4 separate regions of the Mus musculus genome follow, and regions 2, 3 and 4 are each linked to region 1. A link is a contact called in public promoter capture Hi-C data. All regions are on one chromosome and are shown on one strand. The core of a region is the stretch at or near the end of the contact, and the rest is flanking DNA. Distances in the headings are between cores, read along the strand shown. Region 1 holds the start of 9030612E09Rik (RIKEN cDNA 9030612E09 gene). Region 2 holds the start of Ddo (D-aspartate oxidase). Region 3 holds the start of Mettl24 (methyltransferase like 24). Region 4 holds the start of Wasf1 (WAS protein family, member 1).

The links. Promoter capture Hi-C pulls out the DNA fragments that hold promoters and counts their contacts.
Region 2: a promoter capture Hi-C map of liver shows a contact between it and region 1, with 5 times the contacts expected there. The contact joins the promoter of Ddo here to the promoter of 9030612E09Rik in region 1. A contact is called at or near these places in 2 of 39 promoter capture datasets (the C10 cell line and liver).
Region 3: a promoter capture Hi-C map of liver shows a contact between it and region 1, with 8 times the contacts expected there. The contact joins the promoter of Mettl24 here to the promoter of 9030612E09Rik in region 1. A contact is called at or near these places in 4 of 39 promoter capture datasets (the C10 cell line, liver and pre-B cells).
Region 4: a promoter capture Hi-C map of liver shows a contact between it and region 1, with 6 times the contacts expected there. The contact joins the promoter of Wasf1 here to the promoter of 9030612E09Rik in region 1. A contact is called at or near these places in 3 of 39 promoter capture datasets (liver and pre-B cells).

The regions. Positions count from the first base shown.
Region 1 is chr10:43,172,409-43,176,805 of GRCm38.p6, forward strand. It overlaps 9030612E09Rik (RIKEN cDNA 9030612E09 gene), which reads left to right and starts at 2,291. Exons shown (of 1, transcript NR_102361.1): 1 at 2,291-4,157. Sobp (sine oculis binding protein) reads right to left here and starts at 2,122. Exons shown (of 7, transcript NM_175407.3): 1 at 1,568-2,122. The coding sequence starts at 1,663.
Region 2 is chr10:40,628,091-40,632,487 of GRCm38.p6, forward strand. It overlaps Ddo (D-aspartate oxidase), which reads left to right and starts at 1,921. Exons shown (of 5, transcript NM_027442.5): 1 at 1,921-2,001; 2 at 3,516-3,690. The coding sequence starts at 3,519.
Region 3 is chr10:40,681,013-40,685,409 of GRCm38.p6, forward strand. Mettl24 (methyltransferase like 24) reads left to right here and starts at 2,270. Exons shown (of 5, transcript NM_177793.3): 1 at 2,270-2,652. The coding sequence starts at 2,344. It also overlaps a transcript of Ddo not described here.
Region 4 is chr10:40,881,174-40,885,570 of GRCm38.p6, forward strand. Wasf1 (WAS protein family, member 1) reads left to right here and starts at 2,654. Exons shown (of 9, transcript NM_001379453.1): 1 at 2,654-2,897. Cdc40 (cell division cycle 40) reads right to left here and starts at 1,970. Exons shown (of 15, transcript NM_027879.2): 1 at 1,714-1,970. The coding sequence starts at 1,902.

The sequences.
Region 1 (4,397 bases), core at 1,041-3,540:
CGCAAGACAGGAGGGAGGGGCCAGAACTGCAGAACACACTCTGCCTCTTGAAGAGAAAACAACTTTTACAGATCTCTTTCTTTTCTTTTTCTTTTATAAACTGTCTATCATTAGAATCAATAGTGGTTTCTGTTACAGGGAATGGTATTAATTTCCAAGGCAAAGCTTCCTAACTTTCCCAGACGGATAACTCCTGCTTCCAGACACTAAATTCTTCACCACCACCACCTCCTCCCAAAATAAAAGCCCTACTTCCAAAGCGTGGAATACAAGTAAAACTCCCGGGAGAGAGGCAAAGCTAGGAACATACACCTAGTTTCACAAACACCTAAGATGTGTGTCTGTTTGCCCCTTCTAAACGTGGGCTTTCTCGCAGCACCCTCACCAAATACGCTTGCTATAACCAAGAAGATGCCCAAGCCGCAATAACAGTGAATTAGTCCCATACCATTTTAACCAGTTTGCCTTTCAAATACAAACTTAACCAAAGCTGACCAAGTCACCTGACTGTATTGAAGATTCCATGCAGACAGAAGTGGAGAACGCCAAGAAACGCGAAAAACAAGCCTTACATATTTTAATATCATAGAAACAAATCTATGTACGTAAAGTGATTTCTTTTTCAAATCAAGAAACTCATAATGCACACACAAGATAAAATCCTCGCCAGGCAAAACACACAACTTTGAGGAAAATAAAGAAGTGGGGGTGACAGAAGAGTCCAGGCTGAGCCGTGTTCTTGGGTTTCTACGCGAACAGCTGGAGCGCCAGGAGGCTGCGCTCGCCACCTCTGGAGCACCGCTGGCCTGGCAGGGCGCCCGGCCTCGCAGAGAGGACTCGGGGCTGGCCTTCGCGAACAATGGGCAGGCGGCAGCGGAGGCCGCCCCTCAGACAGCTGGCTTTCAGCCGGGCTTGCCGGGTCTGCTAACTGGAAAGTGAGGCGTGCAGAGGCGAGCGGGAGACCCGGGGCAGAAGCAGAGAGGAGCGGCCGGGGACGGCGAGGCGAGCCCGCTGGCTGCAGCGTCCCTGACCCGCGCCGCTCCGGCCCAAGCCTCCGCCACTGACAGCTACACCGCCGCAGCCGGCGAGTTGGAGCAAAGCGGGATCACCGAGCCTGGGGATGGACCGGGAAGAGGGGTGGAATCCAGGTATCCCGGGTGCCCCGGTCCGGCAGCTCTTAACTTTGGAGGGGTCCGGAGATTCATTTCCGAAAAAGGGAGAAATACTACACCGACCATCAGGAAAGCCACTGCACCATGCTCACTCGCCACTGGGGTTCAGTGCCCTCGCCCGGCAACATCTGTACCAGTCTAGGGTTTGTGAGGTTAAATAGTATCCCCCCCCCCTCGCCCCCATCAAATCTGAGGTTGGCAGACTTCGGAGATGCAGCCCATGAGTTGGCCTCGGTTTTGCACCTGGAGGGGGAGCTGAGGCGTCCCAGGGACCCAGCAGAAACTGACAAGCGCGCCCCTGTCCCCCCCCCCCCCCCCCGCAGCCTACACAACAGCCCGAAGGGAGCGGACGGAATAAAGAGCTCGGTCTCCCCGGCCTCCGAGTCCGAAAATACCTTCATCTCCTCGTTGATCTCCCTCTTCACAGGGTGAGCGGGTTTCCGGCTTCTTTTATTTTCCGGAGGTCTCCCTTCTTTCTCCATTTCTGCCATGTTTTTGTGTCTGGTTTCTGTGGAGATGAAATGGCTGCTGCCGCCGCCGGCGGTGGTGGTGGTGGCGGTGGCGGTGGCGGAGGTGGAGGTGGTGCTGATGGTGGCAACGCTGGCGGAGGTAGCGGTGCTAGCGGGTCCGGGGCTGGGGGTGGGGGTGGAACAGGCGAGGGAGGAGCGGGGTCTCTTCTAGCGGCGGAGACCGTCAGTGGCCGTCACGGGGAAGGGTAGCCCGGGGAGTCTCGGGGATGCCGCCGCCGCCGCTCCTACCGTCGCCGCCGCCGCTCCTGCTGCCGCCGCTGCCGGTGCCGCCGCCGCCGCTCCCGCTCCCGCCGCCGCCGGGCTGCATCCTCGGGGCCCGAAGGAGTCGTCAGCCATCTTCCTGAGCTCTGTCTGTCCGCATGGGCGAGAGGAGCGCCGGCCACGGCGGAGACAGCTGCTCTGGGCGTGCGTGCGTGGATCTGTGTGTGCGCCCGGGAGAGCGCGCCAGCCCCGGCGCCCAGCGCCTCCCGCGAGCCGAGCCGCGGGCGGAGGGAGGGACTGAGCGGGGAGGGGTCCGAGGGAGGGGAGGCTGGGGGTGGGGGGGACAAGGCCAGCCCCCCGCTCGCGAGCGGGCGTGGCTTCCCGGTCGTTGTAGACGCGGATGCTGCGCGGCTCCGGGGGCTGCTGGCGGCCGCCTGCTCCTGGGCGGCGGGCACCGGCCCTACTCGGAGCCGCCACCTCCCCGCGACGACCCCTCCTGCTCCCGAGCTCCGTGACGTGGGCTCCGGTGGGCTCAGAGTTGGCTTCTGAGGATGACCTAGAGGCCGCTGAGGCAAAACATAGCGGGGTGAAGGGTGGAGGTGGAGCGCTGAAAGGGCGCAGGGACCTGAAGGCAGAGCGAGAACTCGGCTCCGGGGTTGCAGCGCCCGGGAGCGGAGGGAAACACAGACCGGACCCACCGCTCAGGCACCAGTGTCCTGCTCCGAAGACTACGGCAGGCTGTGTGGAGGCTGAATGTCGCTTAGAGGGGTCTCCAGCACAGCGCGCCGTCAGACTGTTTGCCAGGAAGCTTTTGCCTTCCTGAGAAGGACTTCGAAGTAGGACAACTCAGCCTCCAGCTCCCTGATTTTCTTTCTCTTTCTGTCTCCCTTCCCCCTCTGCCCCAAACGCAAGCTTATGCTCTGTTACAAAGTAGCATCTTTACCCGGTGACCCGGCTTGCACCCTCACCGTGCCCTGTGCTTAATGGGAAGGGTTGGGCTTAGTGGGTACTGTTGTGCGCTCAGGATCCCTCCCCCCAGAAGCCCCACGCCCTCGCCACGCACGACAGGACCCTCTCCTCTCCATCAGGTTCCACACTCTTCCACCAGACTCGCATCTGCTGGTTCCAAAGCCCAGCTCATCCTCCATGCGCTCACGTGTTTCCTCTTGGGCCGCCTCTGTCCACGCCCTGGACCAAGGTCGGCTGCGCCTGTCCCTGTCTTTTGGGTTGAGGTATCAGCGTGAACCGTTTGATGAGGCTCCAGAGACAACACACAGCTCTGAAAATCTCCTACACACACTGCAAAGGAACGACACCTAGACGTTCCCAGTTCAGCTTTCCCGCGCCGCTCCACTTTGTAATTACCTGACACAATGTGATATGGGGGTGTCCATTGTTCCCCGGCTTGTTATTACGGAGTGTTCATTATGACAGTGGTGGAATTTAAAATTACACATTTTTAAGTCCTTAAGAGATAGAATGAATTCGGTGTGGGGGTATGAGTAAGCTTTTCATTAAAATCTCAGTTCGGCCTATCAAGTGGGGTTCATTCTGAGTGTTGCCTTGCCTAATTTGCATTTTAGCATGGTTTTGTCTCTTTAAGCATAGAATTACAGATATCTGGGAGCGTACTCTGCAGGGCTGAACAACCCTATGAGGCCTGTTTTTGCATTTTAGCATAATGTGTTTCGTACAAATATTTGGGAGGGTACCCTGGAAAGCATCTTCTCTTTCGTGTGCTGGGGGTGCGAGGGAAAGTACCTGTGTACCCGAAGCCATGCAGAAGGCCTGTGGGAACTTCTAAAAGCCAGCTTTTGCCTTTTAGGGGTCATAGTGAAAAGCCAGGGGGTCGTGTCAAGGATTTAAGAAAAGGGGTAGATGAAAACCAAGGAGATGTGCATCCAGCTTCAGAGCCCCAAGTCCTCTGGCTGGGTCATATGTATTTGCAGAAGACGTTGGTAAACCTCCAGCGACCCAGTAGTTAAGGAGGCTGAGAGAAGCCCGGACTCCTCCCCATCACTAAGGAATGTGATCCTTATATATGGTTACACCATTCATAGTATGTATGGTTACACTATATATAGAGGGTGTCTCCATCATCCTATTGTTGGTAGGCTTGTTTTTTTCTGTTCTGTCCTCTTGGTGTTTAGCTAAAAAAAAAAAAAAAAAAAAAAAAAAAAAGTGGTAGGAAAACTTTTTCCCCCTTACTTTGTAAAACTACAGACTCATGTTGTAAAATAAACTATGCAATAAGAAGCCTTTGTCTCTTGGAAACATTTACATCTTCTCTGTTTCCTTTGGGGCCAGAGCTGTCACAATTGACTCACTGTTGTTCAGCTGATATCAAGTAACAAGTTGTATACCCCCCTGTCTTAGATACAGTTTCACAAGTTAAGAAACAAATAAACAGAAAAGGTAAACTATAGCACAGATTTATATTTAGAAACAGCTGCACTTCTTTCAAAGGGAGTAACTTTAAAGAAACAGCCCAGGA
Region 2 (4,397 bases), core at 671-3,170, 2.5 Mb before region 1:
AGGTGTGGTGCTTTGAGTATGTTTGGCCCAGGAAATAGCACTATTAGGAGATGTGGCTTTGTGGGAGATGGTGTGGCCTTGTTGTAGGGAGTGTGTCACTGTGGGTGTGGGCTTTAGGACTCTCATCCTAACTGTCTGAAAGCCAGTCTTCTGTTTGGCTTCAGAAGAAGATGTAGAACTCTCAGTTCTTCCAGAGCCATACCTGCCTGGATGCTGCCATGTTTCCCACCATAATGACTGAACCTCAGAACCTGTAAGCCAGCCCCAGTTAAATGTTGTCTTGTAAGAGTTGCCTTGGTCATGGTAACTGTTCACAGCAGTAAACCCTAACTAAGACACCAGGGTTAGTGGTTTCTTTGCAGCCTTTATATCAGACTAAGCTCTCCTGAGTTCTACGAGGTACTGCAGCAAACGAATTGAACCCAGTGTGGGCAACCTAGAACCCCAAATTTGTGGTGGGACCCAAGGCACAGGGCACAACCCGAGGTTTGAGATATGCATCTGACCTTTGATAAGGGGTAAGTCTTAAGACCTGAGCCTCCAACCTGTGGTACCAGATACCATCTTCAGGTAGAAGGTGCCAGAATTGAAAGAGAATCCTGCTGAACCGGATGTGTCTGCTGGAGAGTCTGCTATATTGGTTGCTGGATGTGTGTGGAGAAAGAACCCATTCCCCTAGACACAGAACTGTTCCATTTTCTGTGACTTTGGGATTGTGGACTGAAGGGACAATGCCCTTTCTTTTCCATTTTGACACCCAGACAGCCTTGTATAAAATCGTACCTAGCTGAGCTCACCAGAGGCTCATGGCCACATGCAAAAGGAATCATCTTTCTCTCCTTTTCAGATGGGAAGACAGACTGAGACAGCCTCTGACTTGCTCAAGATAAGATAGTGAGGACCCTGCTTTGACAAAGAGGACCTCTGCTTGGCTGAGAGCATGCATAGGGAGTCTGCTACACAGAATGGCCTTTATCACACAAGAGACCATGGGCTTTTCCACATGTCTTGGAGCCTCGGTTTATATCTGTAGAATAAGGAGGATACGTCTCATTTCACAAGAGAATGGTGTTACGTGGTGATACAGTCATGGCTAAAGCGAAATCTCTTATTAGTATATTAACGTGGTTAATATTATTCTATTAAATATTATCTGGGCTGGAGAAATGGCTCAGCGATTAACACATGTAATTGCCAGCACCTTCATCAGGTGGCGCACCACCACCTATAACTCCAGCTCCAGGACATCTGGTGCCCTCTTCTGGCCTCCATGGGCACTGCGTGCATGTGAGAACAACATGCAATAGACCACAGACCAACAGACCACAGCAATTTAAATGTAAAACAAATCTTTAAGATATATTATAGCTATTGTGATACAACCAATTACGTCTCTAGAATCAAATGACTTTCAGGGAGGTTTAATGTGGGCTTTTCCTACTACTGAGCTGTGTGTGTTTCTGAGGAGGTGACACTCAGCAAATACCAGTTCCCTTCTATAAATATTTGGTTCATCCTAACTTATTTTCTGAATAAATTTTCCATCTGCCACCAGGCCGGCATCTCAGCTATCAACAACTCTGAACAATGCGGCAGGGGAAACGAGTGCTTGGTTCTAGCTGGGACTTTTTGGAAGTCAGACAGACCACCCATTTATTTGCCATGCAAACAAATCAGCCGGAGAAACTCCAGGCTGGTGGCAAGCTGAAGTTCTTGAAAGCCAGACAAAGACAGGTCATAGAGGACGAAACTTCCCCTGCAGGCTTGGCAGAGAGGCAGTTCCACAGAGCTTACACGTGCCTCTCTCCTGGGGAGTCAGAGGCAGACACTGTGGCATGGACCAATGGAGGGTAAGCTTAGAGAGAGTGTCCTTAATAATTTCCCCAATGGGAAGGAGTTTTGTTTTCCCTGTCTCTTAGGAGACCAGGCTAACAGGTCACTGGAAAACAAGTGTTGGTGCCAGGACCTCCGGTGGATACCAGACTGCTTTTTCAGAGACAGGTATTTGAATCCTCACTCTTTGCTCTAGGGTCGTTCTGTATGCACTCTGGGATTTTAGGGGTGTGTCTTGGTGGGGTTGGGGCCAGAGATTGATAGGTCACACTATATCAGGACATGCCCTATGTTTCTGGCTCTCTTTCCACTCCACTGGCAGCTGGTTATTCTTAGCCACAGATTGCTTTTCACCCTAGTGTTAACTTATTAGAGCTGTGGCGCAAGGCTGCTAGATAGGCAACTAGTAAGATCATGGCCGTCTGTCTTCTATTACCTCCTCTGGAAACAAGTCCAGGACCTCCCTCTCCCAGCCTTCCCCACTGGACTGTGTCCTGCTGGGAATCTTCTCTTGTCTTTCTTCAACCCTGGCAGTCTGACATCTCAGCTCACCTGCTCAGAAACGCACACGGCTCAGTTGGAGGAGAAGCGCACATTAAACCTCCCTGAAAAGGCTTCAAGGCTCACGGAGTGGGAGTCAAGTGGAGCTAGGGAGGAGGCAGAGAACCACTCATAGCCAGACCTCATGATGTCTGCCATGGCTAACCTCACCTGGCCTGATGCCCTGTTCACTGCCTGTTGCAAGAAGGGATTGTACCAGGGGTGGGTGGGATTTAGGCTAACAACACAAGCAGCTGGCTGAGAGAACTTTACCCCTAAGGAATGGCTATAACTAACTGGAATAATTACGTTTTGTCCACTCTCCTTAATCTGGAATTGAGCCAGATAGAGGGAGTTGGGCATGGAGCACACATAGTAAGACAAAGAAGTGAAGGCGGGCAGGAGGCTGACAGGTCAGCACCAAGTAACAGATTCCTGCTGCCTCTGCGGAGAGCGTGGAGGACACTGACATCTTTGCCCCTCTCTCTACCTTCCACACAAGATGTCAGCCTTGGGGTGCCTGGCGCAGGCGCCTGGTATCTACATTTTCCCTACATCCTCCCACAGGGGATCTATTTGGGAGACAGCCTCAGCGGCCTGCCGTTTACTACTCAAAGAGGCTAATAAGAATTCATTTGGTGCTGTCTTCAGGTGAAGGCACAGAGGCTAAAGGACCGCGGCCATTTCTTCCTGTTATGCAATCATCTGTGGCAGCCAGACATGACCTCTGTGTCTGCTCCCTAGAGTCCCGGGAGCAGAAGTCACAGCTCGGCTGCTTCCCAGGACTAGCTTACCTCCTCAGCAGTCCCTAGAATGTGCCCATAGGGAAAAAGTTAGGCAAGGGCACTATGACTAGAATTCTACCCCCGAATGCCATGTGATTAGTGCTGGTGAGCACGGCAGGCAAACCTAGGCTGATTCTGTTTTGGTAGCAATTGCCCGTAGAGAGACCTCGAAGTTCGCACTGTTATTTATGGAATGAGAGCTTAAAAGGTTGCTGGGCTGGGTCCTGGGGACCCTTTTTCGGAAGGAAGTTTTACTCTGAGAGGCTGCCTGATGTAAGGAAAGAACTTTAGGGTCAGATTTCATCCGGGGAGAATAATGCCCTAAGCAAGGTGGTCCATTTGCGTTTTCCTCCTTAGGCCATGGACACAGTGTGTATTGCGGTCGTTGGAGCTGGCGTGATAGGGCTGTCTACTGCAGCATGCATTTCCCAACTGGTTCCCGGATGCACCGTCACTGTCATCTCAGACAGGTTCACTCCTGATACCACCAGTAATGTAGCGGCTGGGATGCTTATTCCTCACACGTGTGCAGGTGAGAGACGGTACATTTGCAAGATGCTAATTTCACACCGGCCACCAATAGGCATGAGTGATCCTGAAGATGGCCTGGTGTCTCCCAGTCATCTGAGAGTTCCTCCAAACACGAACCTCCACTCTCTCTGTGGCTGAGTGCCTTGGTCTCCTGGATCAGCTGCATTTTCTTTCTGCTGTTGTTAGATGAAGGCTTTGATTCGGTCCCCACATTTCTTCCTTAGACATGATTCAGATCAAATACTTTCTACTCCTATGCCTATCCAGCGGCAGGCTCTTGTGAGGATTAAATGAGCTAATCACAAAGTTCAGAACAGTGCCCTGCACAGAATCAGCCCTCTATCAGCATTTGCAATTACTCCTGCCTCTCTGGCTACCAGTTTTGCTTGACCAGCACTTGAATATGAATTAGGTCACAAAGCTTGCTCGATCCACAGTTGAATTGGAACTGTCTGTTATTTGGGGATGATTGCTGTAGCGTGTGGCTCTTGGCCACTAGTCTGTTGTTTTTAGGTTCAGGGGCAGGAACATGGACATGCATATTAAATCAGCTCTCCACACTGACATAGGTCCTTGGCTGACAGTCCATTGAGGTCTACTGTAATCATGCAATACAGCTATCATTTCTTCTTTATCTCTAAACAAGCAGCCTATCTGAAAGTTATCGAGAGAGTATGGCACTCACATGGGTATACTTTTAATTGATGT
Region 3 (4,397 bases), core at 1,020-3,519, 2.5 Mb before region 1:
GCGACGCCTGTAGCTGCCCAGTCCACATCAGTAGTCCCAGGTGGATGCTGGAAGCCCACGAGGTTCTCCGAGAGCACTGGTCCCCATTCTCCCATGAAAGCTTGGAAATGCTGGCTGTGCTACAGCAGACAAATCCATCCCTCGGCCCAGGAGCAGTGAGGGAAGGGTCAAGCAAACCAAGGTGAGAATTAACCGACTTTGAAATACCCTCACTGGATCTGAGCTACCACCTAAGGGTGTCACCCACAGTCTGGGCCGGCTGATTCACATCAGTGGAGACAATCGGGAAAGTTCTTCAGGTGAGGCTTTCCACTGAAGTGACATTAAATCCAACCATAATACAAAGTATATGCTAATTATATGTAACAGCGGGCTTCATAATGGAGATTTTATGTACAAATATAACCTATTTTTACCATATCAGTTGGGAATTCCTAAGCCAAGAGAAGATATTTATAAATCCTAAGTCAATGGTAAGATGTCTATAGATCACTTTGTCTTATATTTGCCCATCTTTTAAAAAATGCATACTTTTTGTGACAATATTCATAATTTTGTTATTGGTAAATTATTATTATTTAGGTACTAAATACAACATAGTTATGCAATATATGTAACCCTAAATATTGGTCTATTTTCCCACAGGAAAACAGAAGCTCAGAAAAGATACATATTTTGTTTAGTGTCTCATATCACTCAATGAGAGGGTCGTGAATCAAACACAGTTCAAGTAAATAACTGCAGGATTTGAGGCTGTCTCTCTCAGCTTGTGTGAATGAAAGTTTATAATCTTAATAAAGACTTTTAGCTGCAATTTCCCTGGAGGTGGGCAAGTAGATATCTGTCTGTCTGTCTGTCTGTCTATTCCCATCACGTGTGTATACTTTCAAGCATAATAAAACCTCCAAGCCCCTGAGGACCGGTGATGGCCAGGGAATGCACTGGATTAGGCTGATAAGTTCTGTGACTGTGGGGAAACAGGTTTAATGCTCTCTGACAAAGAATAATTCTGCCAAAAAGGAATGGGAATCTCAGAGAGCAGAGCTCCCTATGGAAAATCCCAACATTCAAATGAGGAGGTGGCCAGACTTCATTCTAGATCTCTGTTGTCCGTGTCGCAGGCTAGGGAGAGAGACAACCTACATAGAAGCATGGAAAATATATCCATATGTGTGTGTATGTGTGTGTGATGTGTATGTGTGCTTGTGTGTGTGTGTAATGTGCATGTATGTATGCTTGTGTGTGTGTGTGTGTGTGTGTATGTGTGCGTGTGTGTATGTGTGTGTGCGTGCATGTGTGTGTTGGGGGTGGGTATCTGGCCATGGTTTAAAAAAAACAAAAGAATCCCAAAGAACCTGAATGTAAATCTAGAAATCAATGTCACCCTAAACAGGTGGAGGGAAAGAATCCTAACAAAAGTGGGATACCAACCCCATTTGTGAGTCCAAACTATGAGCATCTAGATTTCTTTAATTAAGGTCAAGGTGACAATGGCAATCCCGGCTAGGGAGCGTTTTGCCCAGAGATAAATATGTCCCTCTGCATTTCTGCCAGGCAGCAGGGAGGTGTGTGTTTGGAGCTAAATTAATTTGATTTCCAGCACTCCATGGTAACTTCTGTTCCCTCTTTCCCGCTGTCAGATGTCTTCGCTGGCTGTCTCCCTTCCCTTCACCCCCACACATTTCATAACACCGAGGGAGAAAGCATGGGCTGGCTTCGGGCAGAATTTAGAAACTGAATAACTAATTTGATTCTTCTGCACGGAGTGCTATTCTCTCCTCTGTACGGAGTGCTATTCTCTCTCTCTCTCTCTCTCTCTCTCTCTCTCTCTCTCTCTCTCTCTCTCTCTCTCTCTCTCTCTCCCCTTGAGGGAGAGAAGTTGTAAACCTGAGCATAAGTATGATTATTTTTATATCATGCTTAGTGGCAAAAACTGCTTGACAACTTTTTCTTTGGGGCCAAACCTGGCGGCTCACCTCTCCTCTTTCCTTGTGTCTAATACTAACACCAACAAATGAAGTCAAAGCTCAGGCGCCCCGGAGGAACGTGCTCTATTCTGACTCTGGCTCTCCCCACTAGCCAGACTTTACAGGCTGGTCACACCTAAGGACACCCAGCCCTGTTATGGCAGCCTGGGTGCACGCCTAGCCCACCGCCCCTCGCTCTTCCTGCTGCGGCTGGGCAGGATAAGGTTACGCCGGGGCCTCCCCGGTCGCAGGGAAGAAGGCGGGCCGCTGGGGAGTTGCCACAGTTGTCAGCCCGGTCCGTTGGGAACGCTTCTCTGCAGGCGGCTGGGAGCTGAGGGTGGGACCCAGAGCACAGCCGGAGGTCGAGGTCCCCGCCATGGCCACTGTCAAGCCTCCCGGGCGTGGTTGTGGAGCCCTGCCCCGGTGGCTGCTCGGTGCCGCGCTGCTTCTGGGCCTACGGCTTTGCATGGAGTTGCGCCACGCGGGCTCGGGACCCCCGGGCCGCGGCGATTCCCCAGGGCCACCCCGGACACACCTACTGTCGGCGCCCGGCTCCCCACGCGGAGCCAGAAGGAGGCAGGTGACCTACGTGCGCAGTGGGCGCCGAGTGCTGCCCCGGGGTGGCGGGAGCACGACGTCCCCAGAGCCGAGCTGCTGTGCCCAGGGCGGGCTTCTCCGCAGGAAGGTCAGTTGCAAACCATGCAGACATGGACCTTGGAGTTGAGCCTGCACCCAGATGGCGCTAGGGAGCCTTCTGCTCAGGCCACTGGGACCTCAAGACTCTTCTATTTCCTTCTAGCTGAGCTCTCCCTGGAACTTTCTGTAGTCTCACTCAGTATCCCTATAGAATGAAGTGGAATTGAGCAGGGATCATGCAAATTCAACTAACGTTTGCTGAGCGCCTACTGTGGCAGACCTCCTTCTAGGAAAGGAGCACCAAGCAACCACACCCATTTCAGCAAGGGAGGGGGCGCTGAAAGGGAAGGAGGCATGGCTTGCCATTGTGTTTTCCCCACCCAGGCCTGGACAAAACCGGATGGGTAGACACTATGAAAGGCTCATCCAGGTGATGGTCAAGATCTGCCTTCCAGTAGCATCCAGACACCGCCCCCTTCACCCACTCCGACCCCAGAGTCCCTACCCAGCAGTGGGAACTGGCACCGGGTGAGAAGCCAAACCCATAGCACCACTTAGTGGGAAATAATCGGATGCTCCAGGGCCAGATCCTTGCCTTGTTAACTTCCCGCACTTCATTGAGTAGGTCAGTTTAAACCTCTGGTTGTTGAAGCCTCACCTTACACCTTCTTTTGGGAGCTCTGTGGTACCTAGGACTGAAAAGATTAGGAATTGGATATATGAGCTTGCCACATCCTTACACCTGCCACTCTTGCTTCCAACTGCGGTGCCATCCTCCGAAGCAAGGCTGGCTGTGCTGCCTGGAGTCGGGTTTTTCTTGATGGCATCTGAGCACCCAGCCCCCACCTGCGAGCTGGCCCCTGCATTTACCAGCCTGCTCTTCCTTTGGCTCCTCTACTCTAACACCCCCACTACTTTCAGTGATTTTCTTCCCCCACTTTTATATGCCCTGCGCTCAGTCTTCCCACATGGCATTGCTTAACAGGCAATTCTCTTATGTTCTGGGACGCACACAGCTCTTTTTTCTGTCTCCGAAATGCACCTCCTATATAAAGACTTAGCTAGTTACTCTAAAAGAGACACCTCCTTCTCACTGTGTCCATGCAGTTCCCATGATGCTGTGCTAAGCTTTCAAAACCCTTGCCAAGGGCTTCCACTGGATGCTGGGTCAAGTGCTGCCAGCACAAACTGAATTCAAAGTGTCTGGGGCTCAGGAAAGTCATACAATTTGATTCAGGCCTTGAACCTATGAAGAAAGATCAAAAAGTGAACAAAGGAGACATTTGAACTGAGATTTGATATTTTTTTTAAGAGTCTGGCCTCCTTTGTTCCTCTGTGGACACCCTTGAACACTCTGTCTTTGATAATCTCCCCTTTCTGAGTGATTCTCCACAACTTTTGTTTCTGCTGTCTCCTGTTTAAGGAGACCTAAGGGGTTGTCTTCCAGGTTATTGGTGACTAGAGCCTGCCTCACAGTGTTTAGGTTTGGAATGCATAGAATCAGGGGGTCACTGGGGGTGTTTGTGGGAAGTTCACCTCTGTCCCCTGTGGGATGCTGGAACAGAGATCAGTCTGAAAATGGCAGGCAGGTGGTAGCTATGGAGGTGGCGAGATGTAGCAAACATGGGGAATGTTGGAAAGTTACGGGGAGAAGCAGCTATCTTGGTTTATCTCTGTTATCTGTTTATCTTTGGTAGATTACAGATAGAATGTGCTGACCCCAGATAACTTTCAAATATCTTTTAGTGATTCAGTTGGAAATGCCAAATAGACATTCAGACACATTGATCTGGG
Region 4 (4,397 bases), core at 1,404-3,903, 2.3 Mb before region 1:
TGGACATCATAGGAAAACTAAAGAATAGAGAAAAGGAATTATAAGAGCTATTTGATGCAGAGATTTAATTCAGATGGCAGAACGGTCTCATGACTGCAAAAGGCCTGGAACACCATTTCCACCAAGTAATTAATCAAGAAGCCAAGGCTAGACTGTACTGAGCTGGGGTGGGGAACCCTGTGACAAATCAGGGGAACAATGCATAGCACTGAAAGTTGGAATGTCTAAGGAACACACGGGGAAGGCTGCTGGAAAGTCATAGGCTGGCAGAGCTTTGTTCTGTTCTAAAGATAGACTTCCCAGTGTTCTTTCATGCCAGATGTCCTTATAAAAAACTTCAACTTCATAAATGACACAAACAAGACCCAGGGAGAGCTTAGTTAGAAATCTTCTTCTTTTCCCTCGTCAGTCTTTGAGCTGGTCATTCACTCACACAGGGCTTACTACAGACTGATGCTCTCAAAGGGCTCAAGACACACTAAGTCTTCTCCTAAGTTTGGAAACTCTTGCTTTAGCTAACGTGGTCTCTCTCTCTTCGAATTGACATTTCATTTATTTATTTATTTATTTATTTATTTTATTTATTTATTTTGGTTTTTTGAGACAAGGTTTCCCCGTGTAGTCCTGGCTGTCCTGGAACTCACTCTGTACCAGGCTGGCCTCGAACTCAGAAATCTGCCTGCCTCTGCCTCCCAAGTGCTGGGATTAAGGCATGTGCCACCACTGCCTGGCAACTTTTTATTTTTTTATTTTTATTTTTTTAAGAAAGGATTTGTCTGAGCAATCTACACACACAAAAAAAAAATCACACTTCTACCTTATTCTTTGTTGTGGTTATTACCCCATCCCATCCCCACCCCACCCCCCACCCCCGGACACCCAGTGTTCAATTCAATCTGTAACTACTTTATTTGTCCACATTTAATTGGTTGTTTCACCCACGAGAATGATTCCAGTATGAACTATGATAGCAAAGATGTTCTGGTTGGTTGACCCTTGTGGCTTTAATCCTGTTGTTACTGGGAAACAATACATGCTCCATAGAGAACTATATTATAGAACTATAGAACTGGGTTTCCCCCTTTATCAACTTCCTCGGTTGGGTTCGTGCATGCTACTTCCTAAACTTTATGTCCTTTTCCCATTCATTGTATTAACACAAAGAATCACAATAGCTAACATGTATCGCTTTCCACTAGATAGATATTCGGCTCTGTGCTATAATCTTTACCATATAATTTCACTCAATCTTTACAATAACCCCCCGATAAATATGTTTTTATACAGCTATCTTCATTGCACAACTGTACAAAAGAACGTTGTGTAATTTGAAAGTAGTGAAGCCAGGATTCGTGCCGAGTTCCTCAAAAACAAAACAGTGCCTGGCCGTGGCTCACTTCTAGTGAGGGTACAAATTCTAGTTTGAAAGTCTTGATCCAATATTATCTATGCTCTGAACTTATAACTGATCTAATAAGGCTACATCTTAGTCTACAAATTCAAACTTTCCTCCTCTCCTGAACTAATTTTATCCGACGGAGATAGGAAGGACAGGGGTTAGTGGAGAGCTGCTCCGTACTTCTAATCGTCAAGGAGGATGTGGGAAGAGATGTAAACGCTAGTTACATACTTCTCAGCGCCAAGGTAGACCAGCCTCTAACCCGAGACGAGCTGAAAGCAGTTCCTGAGCTTATTAGTGTCCAAAACACTTACCTTAACTGCCACCTCCGGAGCCGAGTCCACCGCCACGGTCAGAGAGAGCTTGGCTGAAGGCGATTTGGTCAAGTGCATGAGAGAGTCCGCGGCTGGCAGCGGACACCGACTGCCCTCACTGTCCGAATCCGATTCGGACCCCGAGCCCGAGCCATACGAAGCAGCTAGAGCTGCAATCGCAGCCGACATGACTGCAACAGATACTCTCTGCTAAGGCCAGGCCAAGGCGGAAGAAGCAGCGTCTCCCAGGTCCTGTCAGATTGTCATGGAACTCGATATTTACCTCCTTTAAAAAAAATCATTTATAACTTCTCGAAAAAAACTTTATTATTGAGATAACTGTATCAAAACTTGAGATTCACAAACATTTATCTAAAGAAGCACAAGGGATTACAACTATTTGTAACTTTCAGGACCTCGTTGATTAAAGACCCAGTCCTGAGATGTGTTTGAAGCCTCGAGGACCTTCACTCCCGGCGTACAGTGCGGCGAGGAGCTCGCGGCACCATGGGAAATGTAGTTTGGAGCGAGGAGGTGGAGCCCGGCAGAGGGGGCCTGCCTTCGACCCCGCCCCCAAGAGGATGCTTCATTCAATTGGATGTCATCTTCCCTCATTCCCGAGCCCAGCACCGTTCTCTCCGGCCCCCTCCCCCAAAGTGCGGATCGGGCAATACCACAGAGCCTCAGGACAGGGGGAAGCGCCGTCCTCTTGCCCACGGACGGGTAAGTGGGTGGATGCTCATTCTCCCACCATGCCGCCGTACGCCCTGCAGGGTTCGAGGGGAGAGTGCGAATCCTAAGTTCAGAGACCTGGGACCCGTCCGGTGCAGCTCCGGGGAAAGGTCGTGAGGCCAGGCGGAGAGCGCCCCGCGGCTCCCCCTGCTGCAGGCGCGGGTCCCCGCGCCCGGTTGTGGAGCGTCGCGCGGGGAGGGGGCGGCGCAGGGCAGCGGCTGCTCGCGGTGTTGTTCGCTCGCGCGTCGAGCGCACCGCGGCTCGGGCGAGCAGTGGGCGCCCCCGGCGGCATTCCCGGCGGCCCGGCGCCTCAGCCAGTGCCCGGCGCGGCTTCCATCCCGCAGCCCGACGCTCCCGAGGGGCTCCTGGTGGCGCCCCAGTGCGGAGCCGGACCGGCGGCAGCCGCCGAAGCATGTAGAAGGGGTACGGCGCGAGCCCCCCACGGTTTCGCGGTGAGCACGAGTCTCTCAGGATTTTGTCCCTTTTTTTTCTTCCCGGGGTCCTGACGAGGGAACTGTTCTCCACCGACCCGAGCCGAGAGGGGCGTGTGGATGAGCCGGGGTCTGCAGCGGCGGCGATGGATGGGCGCGCCGCCCCCGCCCCCATCCCGGGCTCCCCCGCGCCCGCCGCCCAGCAGCCCGGGCTGCGCGTGGAGGACGAGGCGTGGGATCTCGGGCGCGGGGACTGGCCCGAGGCTGCTCTGGGTGCAGCATCTGCGGCTCTCACCTGCGGCGCGGGGTTCGGGGCTCCGATCCCGCCGCTCCGCCCTTGTGCATCGGCGCCGGCGAAGGCTGCAGCCAGTCGCGGAGCCCTCGGCTCGCCCGGCGTGCCAGCGGTTCTGAAAAGCGAGCCCTGGCCGCGGGTCTTTGCGCCGCGGCTCTCTGCACGACCATGGTAAAGCGAGTGCGGGCATCCCTTTATATTCCAGTTTGGAAGAGAAGGCAGAGAGGGTGCTGGCTCTTTTGATGCCTGGAAATGGGGAGGTTCCTCGGGCAGAGTTAGGGAGACGCTTGCTGGGCTCTGATGTCGGCAGGACTCGCCCATTGTGCCACCCAGATAATTATTCAACTATGCAGCATCCATTGCACCTTTCCCATTTTTCTTTTCCCCTAGCTACAGCATGCCCCCTAGCTTCCGTAGACACCTTCTCTAGCACTTGCGGATGATGAACTAGAATAATGGTGAAAAGAAAGCTCATCGGATCCCAACATTCACGACCTGCCCTGTGACTGACTAATTAATACCTAGCTAGAATAGGTACTTTAATTCGACTCATTCTGACCCTATCCTTTACTATACAAAATGTGCCCGACATTCTATTTACATTTTTTTCTTGGTGTTCACATTAGCTAAGTCTTTATTTTCAGTAATCGGTGTGATTAGTTTATTAGTTGTTCAGTTGTACAAACATCCATTGACATTGTAAATTTAATTGGTAAACTTTCATTTTTCTAATTGTTGGGAGCCGCATAACACAAGTACAGATGCAGTCCCATTTGGAACTCACAGGAACAGTTTATCTTTGATCTAAGTTTCTGTTAGGGAAAGTATTTTTATTTATTTTGAATATTTGAATAACGTACTTATATATAAAATTTTCCGTTTTAATAAGAAAAGTTTTGTATTTGTAGAATATTTGAACATCCGATTTACTAATCATATCTTTCATTTGAATGAGAGGGAGGATTTAATATGGGAGGAGAAAAACTCCCTAACTTGGATTTTAATTTTCACTTAGTTCTTTTTAAAGTATATTTTATTGCCAGTTACAGTTTTTTTCTTTTAACTCTTATCGACATGGATATGAGTAGATCCAGTTTTGAATACCTTAAGGACAGAATATATCTCAAAACCTTGGGAAAAAAACATAGCTACTTACTACTTAAATGATATCATTTAAGAACAGCCTATGAGCCACTAGAAACATCTTTTCCTTTTTATCGGCTTTCCCC